2 separate regions of the Ovis aries genome follow, and region 2 is linked to region 1. Evidence: chromatin contacts called from public Hi-C data. All regions are on one chromosome and are shown on one strand. Each heading gives the region's core, a stretch centred on a gene start, on an enhancer-like site or on the middle of the called end of the contact. The rest is flanking DNA. Distances are from core to core; before and after follow the strand shown.

Region 1 (6,932 bases), core at 1,352-3,851:
TGACATACTTAGAATTCTGATGTGCAAAAAATCAGGACACCAGAACCACAGCGTTTCAGCTATCGATTGCTACATAACAAACTTGGTGGCTTAAAATATTTTACAATCTGGGCCGGGCAGTTTTCTGTTCTGTGTGGTGTCTACTTGGGCTGGATCAGACAAGAAGGCTTCTTCACTCCTATGTCTGGAATCAGAGCTGGGATGCTTGAAACAACGGCGGGCTGATGTGTTAGTTGCTCAGTAACGTCTGACTCTTTGTGATGCCATGGACTGTATCCCACCAGGTGCCTCTGTCCATGGGGCTTCTCCAGGCAAGAATACTGGAGTGGGTTGCCATGCTCTTCTCCAGGGGATCTTCCCCACCCAGGGATCGAACCCAGGTCTCCCACGTTGCAGGTGGATTCTTTACTGTTTGAGCCACCTGGGAAGCCTGGAGGAGGGTTAAATATGCCTATTCATGTGGTCACTCCACACAACTAGCTTGGAGATGCTGATATCATGGTTGTCTCAGAGTAATCAGACTTCTTAAATTGTGGCTGGCTTCCAAGAAAAAGGAAGCTGAAACTGCCTGTCCTCCTAAACACTTGACCCATTATGAGGCAGTATCACTTCCATCAGATTATCTTGGTCTAAGCATGTCCGAGACCCAGGTTTGATCCCTGGGGTGGGAAGATCCCCAAAGAAGGAAATGGCAACCCACTCCAGTATTCTTGCCTGGAGAATTCCACGGACAGAGGAACCTGGTGGGCTATAGCCCATCGGGTTGCAAAGAGTCAGGCACAACTTATCAACAGACACTTTCACCTAAGCAAGCCCAAAAAGTTAAAGGGAGGGGAAACAGACTCTACTGCTTTATGTGGGGGAGTAGGACACTCATCAGGGGAGGGAAATAACTGATGGTGGCCATCGTTGGAGGACACAGCACAGTGCGTATTGCATTAACTAGGAGCTATTTGGTTCCAAATAGGAAAAGGAGTCCGTCAAGGCTGTATATTGTCACCCTGCTTATTTAACTTATATGCAGGGTACATCATGAGAAATGCTGGGCTGGATGAAGCACAAGCTGGAATCAAGATTGCCGGGAGAAATATCAATAACCTGAGATATGCAGATGACACCACCCTTATGGCAGAAAGTGAAGAACTAAAGAGCCTTTTGATGAAAGTGAAAGAGGAGAGTGAAAAAGTTGGCTTAAAGCTCAACATTCAGCAAACTAAGATCATGGCATCCGGTCCCATCACTTCATGGCAAATAGATGCGGAAACAGTGGCTGATTTTGTTTTTTGGGGCTCCAAAATCACTGCAGATGATGATTGAAGCCATGAAATTAAAAGACGCTTACTCCTTGGAAGGAAAGTTATGACCAACCTAGATAGCATATTCAAAAGCAGAGACATTACTTTGCCAATAAAGGTCCATCTAGTCAAGGCTATGGTTTTTCCAGTAGTCATGTATGGATGTGAGAGTTGGAGTATAAAGAAAACTGAGTGCCGAAAAATTGATGCTTTGAACTGTGGTGTTGGAGAAGACTCTTGAGAGTCCCTTGTACTGCAAGGAGATCCAATCAGTCCATCCTAAAGGAGATCAGTCCCAAGTGTTCACTGGAGGGACTGATGTTGAAGCTGAAACTCCAATACTTTAGCAACCTGATGCAAAGACCCGACTCATTTGAAAAGACCCTGATGACAGAGGATGAGATGGTTGGATGGGATCACCGACTCAATGGACATAAGTTTGGGTAAGCTTTGGGAGTTGGTGATGGATAGGAAAGCCTGGTGTGCTGCAGTCCATGGGGCTGCAAAGAGTCAGACATGACTGATCGACTGAACTGAACTGATTTCCTCTTTTTTTCCTTTGGCTTTTAATGAGTTTCCTTGGACTCTTTAAGAAATATTTTAAGATGCCAGAAGACAAGTCACTCATTCTCAGGATATAAGGGATGATACTTCATAATATTATAATTGGCTTTCAGTAATTTTTGTAACAGCAATGGAATCTTGATTTACATTACTATTAGTAAATATAAAGAAATGGAATCTGAGAAGAAACAGAAGCATTCATTCTCAAATATATTACCACGCAGAGAAGTAGCCTTTATTGTACCAGGAGATTCCAACTACCTCAGATTCATGTTATACATAGCCAGCTGGATCAAGCCACCTTTACATCTTTACATATCATCCTGAAACATATGTGTGGGATTTTTATAAGAAAGGGATTTGTAATTATCTACTTCCTCTTTTCATTCAAATTAATTTTCCTTCCTGATCCATGAATCATAAGAACTGGCTGATGAATCAGAAAAAGTCAGTAAATTCTATTGAGCCTAAAAGGAGAGACAAGCTTATCATTGCCAGAGATCAAAACCAAACCCTAAAATTACAGGCTTTGTTTAAAAGGCTGTTTGAGACATTGAAATTGAGTTCAGGGAACATACCTTTATCCTGACTCATTCTCACTGCGCATTCACTTCGCTGAAGGAGGGGGCCAGTGAATTTCATTAGGAGCCATCGACTTTTGAAAATCTGTTACTTAGCAGTTGAGTAATAACGGAGCACAGAAGGAAGACAGACTGACATCACTGTTCCAGCCACGCTCAGAAAGGGAGGGACTGACAGAGGCCCTCTCTGGAGACTATAGCAGAGAGTGTATTTTATTTACTAGCAGCTCTTCCCCTGCTCTCCATTTCCTCTGGATTTCAGTGGAAATTTGAGCTCTGAAATTAAGGGATGTCAGGAGCAAAAAAGTCACTAAAAATAAAAAAAGAGAGTATAATGGGGTTGATACTGGGCAGACATAAACAACAGACAAGTGTTGCTGAAAAATTGCTCCTATTGTCAGGCACATCCAATCTGCACAAGAGTACTTAGCTGGGAAAACAGTTCTATGGAAATATGGAAGAGGCCAGGTCCAGCAAAATAACTGATGCAAGCTCTTAAGTTATGCAAACAGGCCTGATGCTGGTGTTAACTCATCACATTTGTTTACCAAACCTAAATCTCTAAGATAAATATGTAATCATAATTATTCCAGTTATGAAAAAATGAAAAACAGCCTAGCTATAAGGAAAGTATAAACTGAACTTTCCTTTTCATAATGCATTTCACTCATTGCTAAAACTAATTGGTAAATAAGCAAAAAAAAAACACTCTTTACAAAGTTTGATCAAAAATACTTAAAAACTAGCAGTTTGAAACATCAGGAAACCGTGCTTCTTTAAGAAAAGGGGATTTACTTTCAACTCTTTCTTTACTGTTGTTTTGGCACACCATGCAGCATACGTGATCTTGATTTCCCAACCAGGAAGGAGAACACGTTCTCCTGTAGCGGAAGCATGGAGTCTTAAACCCTGGACTGCCAGGGAAGTCCCAACTTTCGACTCGATTTATTATTTGAGAATGTATTTCTCATAATACTATCTCATACAGTTGACACTTGAACAATGCACAGGTTGGATGCCACACCCCTCGGAGTAAAAAATCCTCATATAATTTTATAGTTCTGTACATAATAATATGTATGTTTTCTGCTTTTGAGGATTCAACCAACAGCAGGTGGTATAGTATGGTGAAAAGTAAAACTGAAAGTCACTCAGTTGTGTCCAACTCTTTAGGCTTCCCTGGTGGCTCAGATGGTAAAGAATCTGTCTGCCACGTGGGAGGCCCAGGTTCAATCCCTGAGTCCGGAGGATCCCCTGGAGAAGGAAATGGCAACCCACTCCAGTGTTCTTGCCTGGAGAACCCTATGGACAGAGGTTGCCATGCCCTTCTCCAGGGGGCCTTCTGGGCTCAGGACTGAACCTGGGTCTCCTGTGTTGCAGGCAGATTCTTTACCACCCGAGCCACCAGGGAAGTCTATAGTACTGTAGTACATAGCTACTGAAAAACATCTTTGTGTAAGTGGATCTGAACAGTTCAAATTCGTGCTCTTCAAGGGTTAACTGCAATATCTGAAAATGCTCATCCAGTTTAAAAATGCAGGGCAAAATAAAGCTAAACCATAAACCATCTCAGCTGCATTAGGAAAAAGGGTCACTTTTGCATGCTTGGAATTGTAGAGAAATAGGCTGGACCTGCTTGAGACTACAGTCTTCCCTCTCTCCATGGGGGATTAGTTCTAGAACTCTGTAGGAAATTAAAATTCAAGGATGCTCAAGTCCTTTATACAAAATGGTGTAGTATTTGCATATAACCTACCCACATCCTCTGGAATATTTAAAATAATCTCGAGATTACTTATAATACAATGTAAACAAAATGTAAATGCTATGTAAATAGTTGCCAGCGTGTGACAAACTAAAGTTTTGCCTTTTGGAACTTTCTGAAATGTTATTTTCCCAAATATTTTCTGATGCATAGTTGGTTGAATCTTCAAATACAGAACCCAGTGATACAGAGGGATGACTACAATCAGAACTGCCCCCCTTCTCGGGTATAAAGTGTACACCGGGTGTGCACGAATCTCATAGGAAACAAGAGAAGAGGCTTGGGACCAGTCTGTGCTGCTTTGAAAGTTAGGTTTTTAGAGAACTTGGCAGCATCTGCATCCACTGTAGACTCCAAACTCCTGAATGGGGTTTGTGCCAATTATTCTAACAGTAAGGAATATGAGAAGCAAAGAAAAGGTATTTACTATCCAGGTTTTCAAAAATATACATGAGAACTTTACTAACATACTAGACTTTTTAGCATTCTTCCACCTCCCTCTTTTTTTTTTAAACAATAGATATTTATGTGTAGTTATGTTATTTTTTTCTTCAATTCTAGAAAATTCTCAGCAATTACCTCTTCAAATCTTTTTCTCCATTCCCTGTATTCTTTTCTTCGGGCAATGTATACTCATACTTCTTAGCTCTGTTTTCCTATTTTCTCTTTTTTTGCAGGTTTCACTGATGAATTTCTCAATCTTAGTTTCAGATTCTAATTAATTCCCTCTTTTCTGTGTCTCATCTGTATCTTATCTCAAATATTAAGATATTTAAAATTTTCAACTACTAGTATTTTCATTGCCAAGATTTTTGAAATTTTTTCATTTTCATATTGGTCTGTGTTTTTATTTTGTTTATATCTATCTTTGCTTCTTATGTTTAAGGGCTTTGAGTGGATATATCTGCCTTTATGTCAGGGATTGATGTTCAAACATTTTCTATACAGGGCCAGATATTAAATATGCTAGATTTTTCAGGCCACATGGAGTTTATTTAACTACATATACTCAACTCTGTATTGTGAAAGCAGTCAAGAATATATGTAAAACAATGGGTGTGGATGGCTGTCAAAAAAACCCTTTACTTACAAAACAGATCACTGGAGCTATTTTGGAAAACAGTTTTATAGTTCCTCAAAATGTTAAACATACAGTTATCATGTGATGCAAAGATTCCAATTCTAGGTATATATATACCCAAGAGAAATGAAAACATATATTAATAAAAAATCTTGTACATGAATGTCCATAGGAACCTTCTTCATAATAGCCAAAAGGTGAAAACAACCCAAATGTCCATCAACTGATAAACAGATAAGCAACAAAGGTAGTATGTTCATCCAGTGCAATATTATTTGGCAACAAAAAGAACCAAGCACTGATACATGCTGTAATACAGATAAACTAGGAAACCACTATGCTAAGTGAAAGAAGCCAGATCTGAAAGACCACCTATTCTATGATCCCCTTATAAGACATGTGCAGAACAGACAAATCTCCAGAGACAGAAAGCTGATTAATGGTTACCTAGGGCCCAGGGAAGTGGAGAATGGGAAGTGACTGCTAACGCATACGGGGTTTTTTGAGTGATGATGAAAATATTCTAAAATTAGATTATGGTGATGGTTATACAACTATATAAATATAATAAATACCAATGAACTCTACAGTTTAAATAGATGAACTTTATGACACGTAAACTATATCTCAATAAAGCTGTGAACAAAGAAATAGATAAAATGAGAAAACAGGTGAGTGGCTGGTAGGGGCACAGTTTGCTGATTCCTGCTTTATCTTTTTGAAGAGTCAAACATAATTACCAAAGTTATGTATAGTTTATCCTTACATGTTTTTCTGGATTATATTTACCTTTTTGATCGGTGATTTGAAGGGCTGTCTCCACCAGTTTTCTTCCAGCGTCTGGATCTTTGACACTGCAGCCAGTCGAGTGGAAAGCATGTGCTTCTTTGCTCACTCTCTCTCTCCCCTAGTCTCTGTCTTCCTCTCTGGCTACCTCTTTCTGTCTAATGGTTTTATGGTGGCCTCCATTTAACCTTCCTGTCCAAAGAAGGCTAATTTGATATCCTGGGTCTTCTACCCCCATAATGACATACAAATATGGCAGATAAAACTGCGAACTCTAGAGAGTCTGGCCCAGGAAACCTGACAAGATTCTTCCTCTGCTTTCTCCTTGGGCTCCCAGACCCCTAAGCCAAAGCCCACACCTCAGTGGCGGTCCTTTCGCAGACACCTTTCCTGCAGGCGCTGCTGCTCCAGTCTACCTGCCTTGTGTGAGACCTCTAAATCCCAGCTTACCACCACAGCAGTTGAGACACTTCTGCATTCACAGGCTTGTGGACCCAGAAAACACCAGGCCCTTGGCTGCAGCCCAGCTTACATTCCACTTTGTGTTTCTGATCCCCATTTCATCTTCTTCTTAATATTTTCTTATTATATCTTGTCATTAACTGAGATGCATTTGGAACAGCAAAATGGGCAAAACGTGAATTTACAGTCCCAACTTGACAGTATTTTTTAGGTCAAGGCAATGGAATTTTAGCAGACAGATTCAAAGAGATTATCAAATGGCCCTGAATAGACGAACATTTTTTTTCTTGACATTTTGAATTTGAGCTAAGTGGAACATACTCAAGTGTAGGAGAGTTAAAGGAGGCTTCAAATAAAATGTAAAGTATCAAGTCAGAGGTCAAGGCTGAACACATAGT
Region 2 (6,932 bases), core at 2,606-5,105, 280 kb before region 1:
ACAGTTAGAACTGGACATGGAACAACAGACTGGTTGTAATACATATCACACTATTTCTTAATGATGGCAAACAGAAACCACATTTGGTACTGAATTTTATCACAAAATCCAAAAGACATTAAAACATTTATTAAGTAAAAAGGATGTAACAAACATACCATATAATTAACTAATATGAAAAGCAAATCTTACTCATTTTGCTAATACTACGTATAGCAAATCCTACCTCTAATCTCCAAATCAAAGTCAAGTTTGTTGCAGCCTGAAGATGTTAAAGGTAAGCCATAGTTGCAAAATCTTGAAATGCAGAGTTAAGACTCAAAAAACAAACAAACAGAATCTCCCTTAGTTCTACAGCACTCAATCCTGTCAGGTGTTAAAATCAGGAGTAAGCATGTACTTCATATTTCTCCTTAAGAAACAGGTTCTGACAGCTGATACAGTTTTCTTACAAACATACCACAAGACTTTCGGTTGAGATGCCTTGCTTTTAATGATACTCAGCATTTTGATATTATACATGGAAAACTCCAGACTCTGCAGTAATTTTGACATATGGCTTCAATATTATATCTTAAAAGCAACTGTCATTTGTCTATTATTGACAGAGTTGTTGAGCTTGAGTTTCAAACTTTACATAGTAAGGTGGAACAGCCAAGGAATTTAAAATCCAAGAGGGGACTTCCCTGGTGGTCCAGTGGTTAAGACTCCATGCTTCCAATGCAGGGCACACGGGTTCAATCCCTGGTCAGGGAACTAAGATCCCACATGCCATGAAGCCAGAGAAAAAAAAAAAAAAAAAAAAATCCCTGAAACAAATACTATAAGAAGAGATTCCTACACAATTTCTGAAGAAGCTATAAAAAGGGGAAGAGGAACTGGTTATTCTGCCTAGTGAGAATTTTATTCAGCTGTTCCGAGTGAATCTAGTAGAGGGGTTAGAGGAAGAGAAAGAAGACAACACAGCAGTGGGATGTCTTTCTGGGCACAGAAAAGCAGCCTGTAACTCTATTTTGGCAACAGTGAGACAAGTTAACAATGCCAACAGAAGATGTACTTGACAGGAGTATAGAGAGTTAGCAGAGTAGAGATGGCATATGAGATGCTGGCAGGGGTGCAATAAGAAAGAGTCTTGATGGTAAAGATGAATAGCTTAAATGTAACACAAAATACAATTAGGGCCCAGTGCAGCAAGTCCAGAAGCCTGAGACAATGGCTACAGTACAACATTTCAAGCTGTCCAAAGGGTAGATATTGAGATAAGGGGTCTTAAAAGGGGGAGGTTATAAAAGTCAGGAGACAAAACATTTAAAACTTAGTCCAAGTGTTTTCACAGAAATGAAAAAACGAGCAGGGATTAAGAGGTGCCAGTGTTGTTCATTTGTTATTTGTTCCCGACGGTTTTATAGCTTGAATAAACAGGAGGAGGGAAACAAAACGCAAAAAGTAAACTCAAGATTAGGTGTTTAAGAAATAATCACATGACTGAATCCAAAGAGAAGAATGGTTATAATTAGGGTAAGTGAGTAGGATCTTTAGTCAAAGTGATAGGAGATAACAATTTCTTGGCAACTTGTCAGTTACTAAAGCGTTTAGGAAGACACTGTAAAAAGAAAACAGAGAAGTAGAAAAATAATGACGAGAATGATTTATAATATCCTAAAAGCTTCAGACAGAAGGAATAATGTAATATAATGACAGGATTGAATCATTTAACGGGCTAAAACGATTTTCCAAAATACAAGTAAATCTCTTCAGAATTCTTTTTGGTTAAATGGAATTCTAGTTGTCTTAATTTAAACAGCTGACTTATTTTTTCAGAAATAAACTATACTCCAACTTGCTAAAGAGATTTTAGTAAAGAGGTTTTAGTAAAGGAGAAATTTTACTAAAAATTCTGAAGAATTCAACCACTGCTCACTGGCCCTTAGTAATTTAAAATAACTCCGGTAGTAAAGGCCTCACTATAAACTTCACTTTTAAATCCACGCCCAAAGTCATCTGAACACTAGATATATAGTTTGACCTTAAGCTAACACAAATTCACCACTTTTACCACTAGGTGGCAAGAAAAACCCAAATAGCATCAGTTATCAAGGCCAGTACAAAATCCCAAGTATTTGAACAACTAGAAAAGCCACCAGGTGTCATGCAAGAGGGAAAAAAGACTATTTCCCCTCACCACCACTGAAATACACGAATTCAGTTTTCAGCAAAACCATCTAAGCTCTATCAGAGATAAATGTCCAGCTCTTTAACTGTCAAAATAGTTTGCATATTTATATTCCATGTAAGCAATTTATATAATGCTCTTGACTCCCAAATGCTGCCTTTCAACTAAAAGCAACAAATAAAACTCAGTTTCTGGATTAAAAAAAAAAAAAACCAGCAAGACCAATGAGCTCAATGGGTCATGATTTAGAGCTTCATCCTATCTTAATACACTGCACAAAATAATTTAAAGCAGTTTACACACAGTCAAAAATCTTCCGAAGAGTATTTAGTTATGTATACATAATTTGAGATTCATATTCTGTTCTCCCCATTCCTCTCTTACAGGTAATTTCATTGATTCCATACAATCTAGATGATTTTATGCTGTTAAGCCTTGCTTCCCAGTGTGATACAGGAAAGCACTCCAATTTGTTATCAAAACATTCTCAATAAAGAGACAAATGTACTTGTCCTTAAGATAGATATGTGAATTATTATGTTGAACAGTCCAAAGCTGAAAATCAAAATTAAAGCTTCACAGAATTAAGTCCTAGTTATATAACAAATCATTCTTTTTTAAAAACCATCCTCTGGGCTTCACTAACTTCTAACAAAGATTTTTCAATGCTGCTGTAAACATTATGTCAGCTAAAACACTATGTCATGCTGCCTTTTATAAGGTGGTACTTTTTTAGGCCAAATCCTATTCTTAACCCTCTGGACACAGGAGTTACAATCATGTCATACCCTGCAAATCTAGCTGTAGGTGGTGTCTCAAAAAAAGGATGGCTTCTTCCTTCGAGGAAGTGGTCAAACCTTTTTTCCCCTGGTGTCATCAAGCAAACATCTTGGTTGTTTTTATTGGTATCGAATTAAGAGATGGAAGAGAAAGCAGTGGAGGAGAAAGCAAAATATAATGATTAAATTATAGATGCTTCTCTTCTTTGCTCCTTGTTGCAATCTCTTTTAACGTCTCGACTAGGTCATTTCCACCCTGCCTACAAGGCACTGGTCTTTTTTAAATAAAAATTTTTAAAAAACCAAGCCAAGAATGCTCTTGTCTACTGAACATTATCTCTTCTCTGATTTTTATTACATTTTCTTTTGAAATTCGTTAAGATTATGCTCAGCGACCAGCCCTTGCCCAACCGGTTTCTCCCCTTCCCCCATCTCTCTACATACATCACTTTTTCCTCCTCCCATCCAGGCAGTGGGCAAAACCCTGCAGTGCCGGGAACGCATGCTTCGGGCCGGTCACTCAGCAGTTTTATCCTTACTGCCCTTTGCAAACAGCTCCCCACCCAAACCTTGTCCCCCGGTGGCCCCCTCGGCCATCATCTTTCTACTAGAGTGTGCTCGATAAGGGACTCTGGCTAGCACATCGAGGGTTTACGGTAGCCTGCCTACCAATAGGAGGCCACAATGCAGAGAAGTCTGGTTCAGCCTCCCAGCAGCCCCAGTGTCTTCCTCCCGTGGCTTACACCTACTGTACCCGCGAGCGAGCAAACGAGCCAGAGAGCGAGCCGGGCGCGGGAGGGGGCGCGCTGGGAGGGCCGACAGCAGCCGCGGCGTGCGCATGCGCACCTGGGTTGTTTTTCACAAAGCTCCTCTTAAAGTGAGCTGGCAGCTTCCAGCCGCCCGTCTTTGTAAGGAGACCACTGAGACTCGCAGTAGCGCGGAGCAGCCAGCAGCCTCTGTGCTGCCCTGACTTTTTAAGAAATCTCAATGAACTATTTGTAAAGAATCGCTGATCTGCCTGCAAGCTTTTTGCACGGCAAAGACATAGATCAGTGTTAAGTGAGGATCACATCATATATGTGATCTTGACTTTTTTTGTCTTACATTATATTTTTTATAGATTTTGTTATAAACATGGTGCTTGGAAAGGTAAAGAGTTTGACAATAAGCTTTGACTGTCTTAATGACAGCAATGTCCCTGTGTATTCTAGTGGGGATACAGTCTCAGGAAGGGTGAATTTAGAAGTTACGGGGGAAATCAGAGTAAAATCTCTTAAAATTCATGCAAGAGGACATGCGAAAGTACGCTGGACCGAATCGAGAAACGCCGGCTCCAATACTGCCTATACACAGAATTACACTGAAGAAGTAGAATATTTCAACCATAAAGACATCTTAATTGGACACGAAAGAGGTAAGTTTTTTTTTTTTAAACATTGTTAGGAAATTATTAGACCTTTCTTTGGAAAGTGCCTTTTCAATTTTTCTGAATTAATGTAATCCTGCTCCTAGCATAACATATAGCAGTTTGATAAAGGTTAGCAAAGTTAGAAGATTTGGATTCTCCTTGACATTCATCGTGTGTTAAGCCGTAACGCATGCAGGCATCTGCAAAGTGACTGCAAACTGCACTTATTCAACTACCTCTATACCCGGCTTGGTTTGTGCCATACACATTTGGAATCCATTTCAACCTTACATATAAATTATGCTTAAAACCGATTCAGTAATTTTACTTACATGTTTTCAAATGAATTGCTAAAAGCTGCAGTCGAATATTAGATTTTTCCCTTATACGCTGCAACCTGAGGTCTTAAAAACTAAGCTTCAATGAAGAAATAACACTTTAAAGTGGGTTAATAGGTGTATTTCATTTTTTAATATTGACACGCAAAAGACTTTTAGAGAATTGACCGTAGTTCTCGATAAAGGGTTTCTGTGGGTTATTTTGACATATGGTATGAACACCCCACGTGTTTTTTCCCTATTCTTTCCAATTCCTTCAGAAATTTACTCAGGCGTTCTCTATTTTAAAGGACAGCACCTATCATGATGATGTGTTAAAAATCAGTTTTAAAAGCCATTTAGGGTCAGAAATTTTCTTTTCCGAGCATCATGCCTAACTTTGGAACGTGGATTCAATGAAACCCCTGCCAGTCAAATGGAATTGAAAAGTATTCGGCTCATTGGATTTGATTTTTGGTCAGAAAAGGAAGATAAACGGTTGTCAAAGGGAAAGGGGGTCCTGAGATTTCCAATCTATTGTTTAAATGGTTACATTGTGGAAATATAGGAGACTCTAAGCTTGTTTTTCTAAGTTTCCACCCTTTGTTAGAAGCGGTTCAATCCTGTTTCGGACCAGTTCTGGGGGGTGGTGAGGAGGGGCGCTTGTTCTGCTCTCAGCAGATTGGTTACACGCGTCAGGTGGTGACGATGACTTAATTCCTAGCCCAAGAAGAATATAATGTGAAAACTGGTTATGTAATTTTGTGCTTCTCCTTTTTAATGCAGTATTTAGTTCGAATGTTGAAATTTTTTAAAAAATAGAGCACGTTTTTAACCTTTTAATTAAAAAATACACACCCATGAGGAAGTGCTAATTGAACTAAGGCAAGTGTGGAAACGTAGGGTGCTTTGAATTAACTGCATGAACGCTTATTTTTAAAGTATTAAGATTGAAATTAGTCTTTTAATTGCGTTTTCAGTTACACACAGATCATTTGCATACTAAAATAATTTCTAGTTAATCTCTCCAAGCAGTGACAGTCTTAAGAAATGGAACTGCCTAATGACAGTCCCGGTATTGGTTGAACAGCACGCCCAGGAGTTTGTATTTGATCCTTCCTAGACTGGTAGCTTTTTTTAAGATGAGTTAGAAAAAACAGGTTTTTAAGGAGTTAAGGTGCACAGTGGGGTGAAAGTAGAATAATAATACGACTTACGGGGACAAACACAAATTTCATTGCTTGCGCCACGGTTTCATAGTAAAGAACACTGTGTTGCACCCCCCCACCCCCGCCATGGGACACCCCTCAACCCCTGCAAGCATGGACGAGCTCTTCGGCTTGGAAGAGTTTCAATGACTTTAGAACTGGGACCTCTCAAACTAGCCTGGTAACTGAGGCCCCGCCCCGGGCGGCCGGCGATAGGCGGAGCCGGGTTTGTTAGCCTGTTGCTAAGGCGATGCCAGGCTCTGATTGGATTGGGCGCAGGCGGGTGGGGAGAGAGGGCTCGCCGGCTGGGGCGAGGCTTGGAACCGGCGTGCGCCGGTAAAGGTCCCTCCTGAGCCGCCGCTGCCCCCGCCCCTTCTCGAGTCCCTGCCCGGGCTTCTGGAAACGCACGGGGCTCCTGTCACATAACGTTCTCTCTCCCCCCCTCACCTCACCTCGCTTGCAGAGCTGGAAAGGGACGACTTCAGGTTTCAACCGAGAGGAGAGGCAAGCCTTCCAGGTGCCAGGTGGCCCTGGGAGCAACTTTTTAGCTGACAGTTCTGTCACGGGGAAGTTGGCTGGGCCGGGTTAGCCGGACCCCATTTTCCAGGTTTTTCAGGTAGAAGTTGTTGGAAGCTCCTTTGAACGCTCTATCCCCCTCCTAGCTGAAACAAAAGCGTGTTGCCCGGTCTCTGCAGGCACCGGACGGGCTACCTTGATTTGCCCTGAGGGGAGAGCGCGCCCCCAAGGCTGGCCGGGACGGGGAAAGTGACACGAACATCGAAGGCAGGGTTTGGTGGGGGCCTTGGCGAGTATTCCCTGTCACCACCAGCCCCGCCATTGTTCCCCCACCGCCACCACCGAGCTTTTGCATCCCTTCGCCGCCCCCACCCCTATTTCCTTTGCTGCAAATTTAAAGGTGTCAGGGTGGCCCGAGCCAGATCGAACCGGTCACCGGCTGGGGCGTGTAAAGCGGAAGCGCTGCGGCGCCCTGGCCCCGCCCCCTCCCGCCGCCAGCAGGCTAGGCTGTGCGAGCGCGAGTGCGAGCGC

Evidence for each region. A called contact is a pair of places that touch in the nucleus more often than the background predicts.
Region 2: a contact with region 1 is called in a Hi-C map of skin fibroblasts, with 2.8 times the contacts expected there. The contact joins the promoter of ARRDC3 here to the enhancer-like site in region 1. A contact is called at or near these places in 4 of 16 Hi-C or Micro-C datasets (blood, mixed tissues, retroperitoneal adipose tissue and 1 more).

What each region holds. Positions count from the first base shown.
Region 1 is chr5:88,218,275-88,225,206 of ARS-UI_Ramb_v3.0, reverse strand. The region is part of intron 86 of ADGRV1 (adhesion G protein-coupled receptor V1); the gene reads right to left. Among named protein-coding and RNA genes, the nearest start is that of ARRDC3, 280 kb to the left of the region's middle. Within about 2 kb of position 2,601, at least 12 of the 54 cell types and tissues checked have an H3K27ac peak or open chromatin away from gene starts, as enhancers often do.
Region 2 is chr5:88,497,868-88,504,799 of ARS-UI_Ramb_v3.0, reverse strand. It overlaps ARRDC3 (arrestin domain containing 3), which reads left to right and starts at 3,855. Exons shown (of 9, transcript XM_060415993.1): 1 at 3,855-6,932.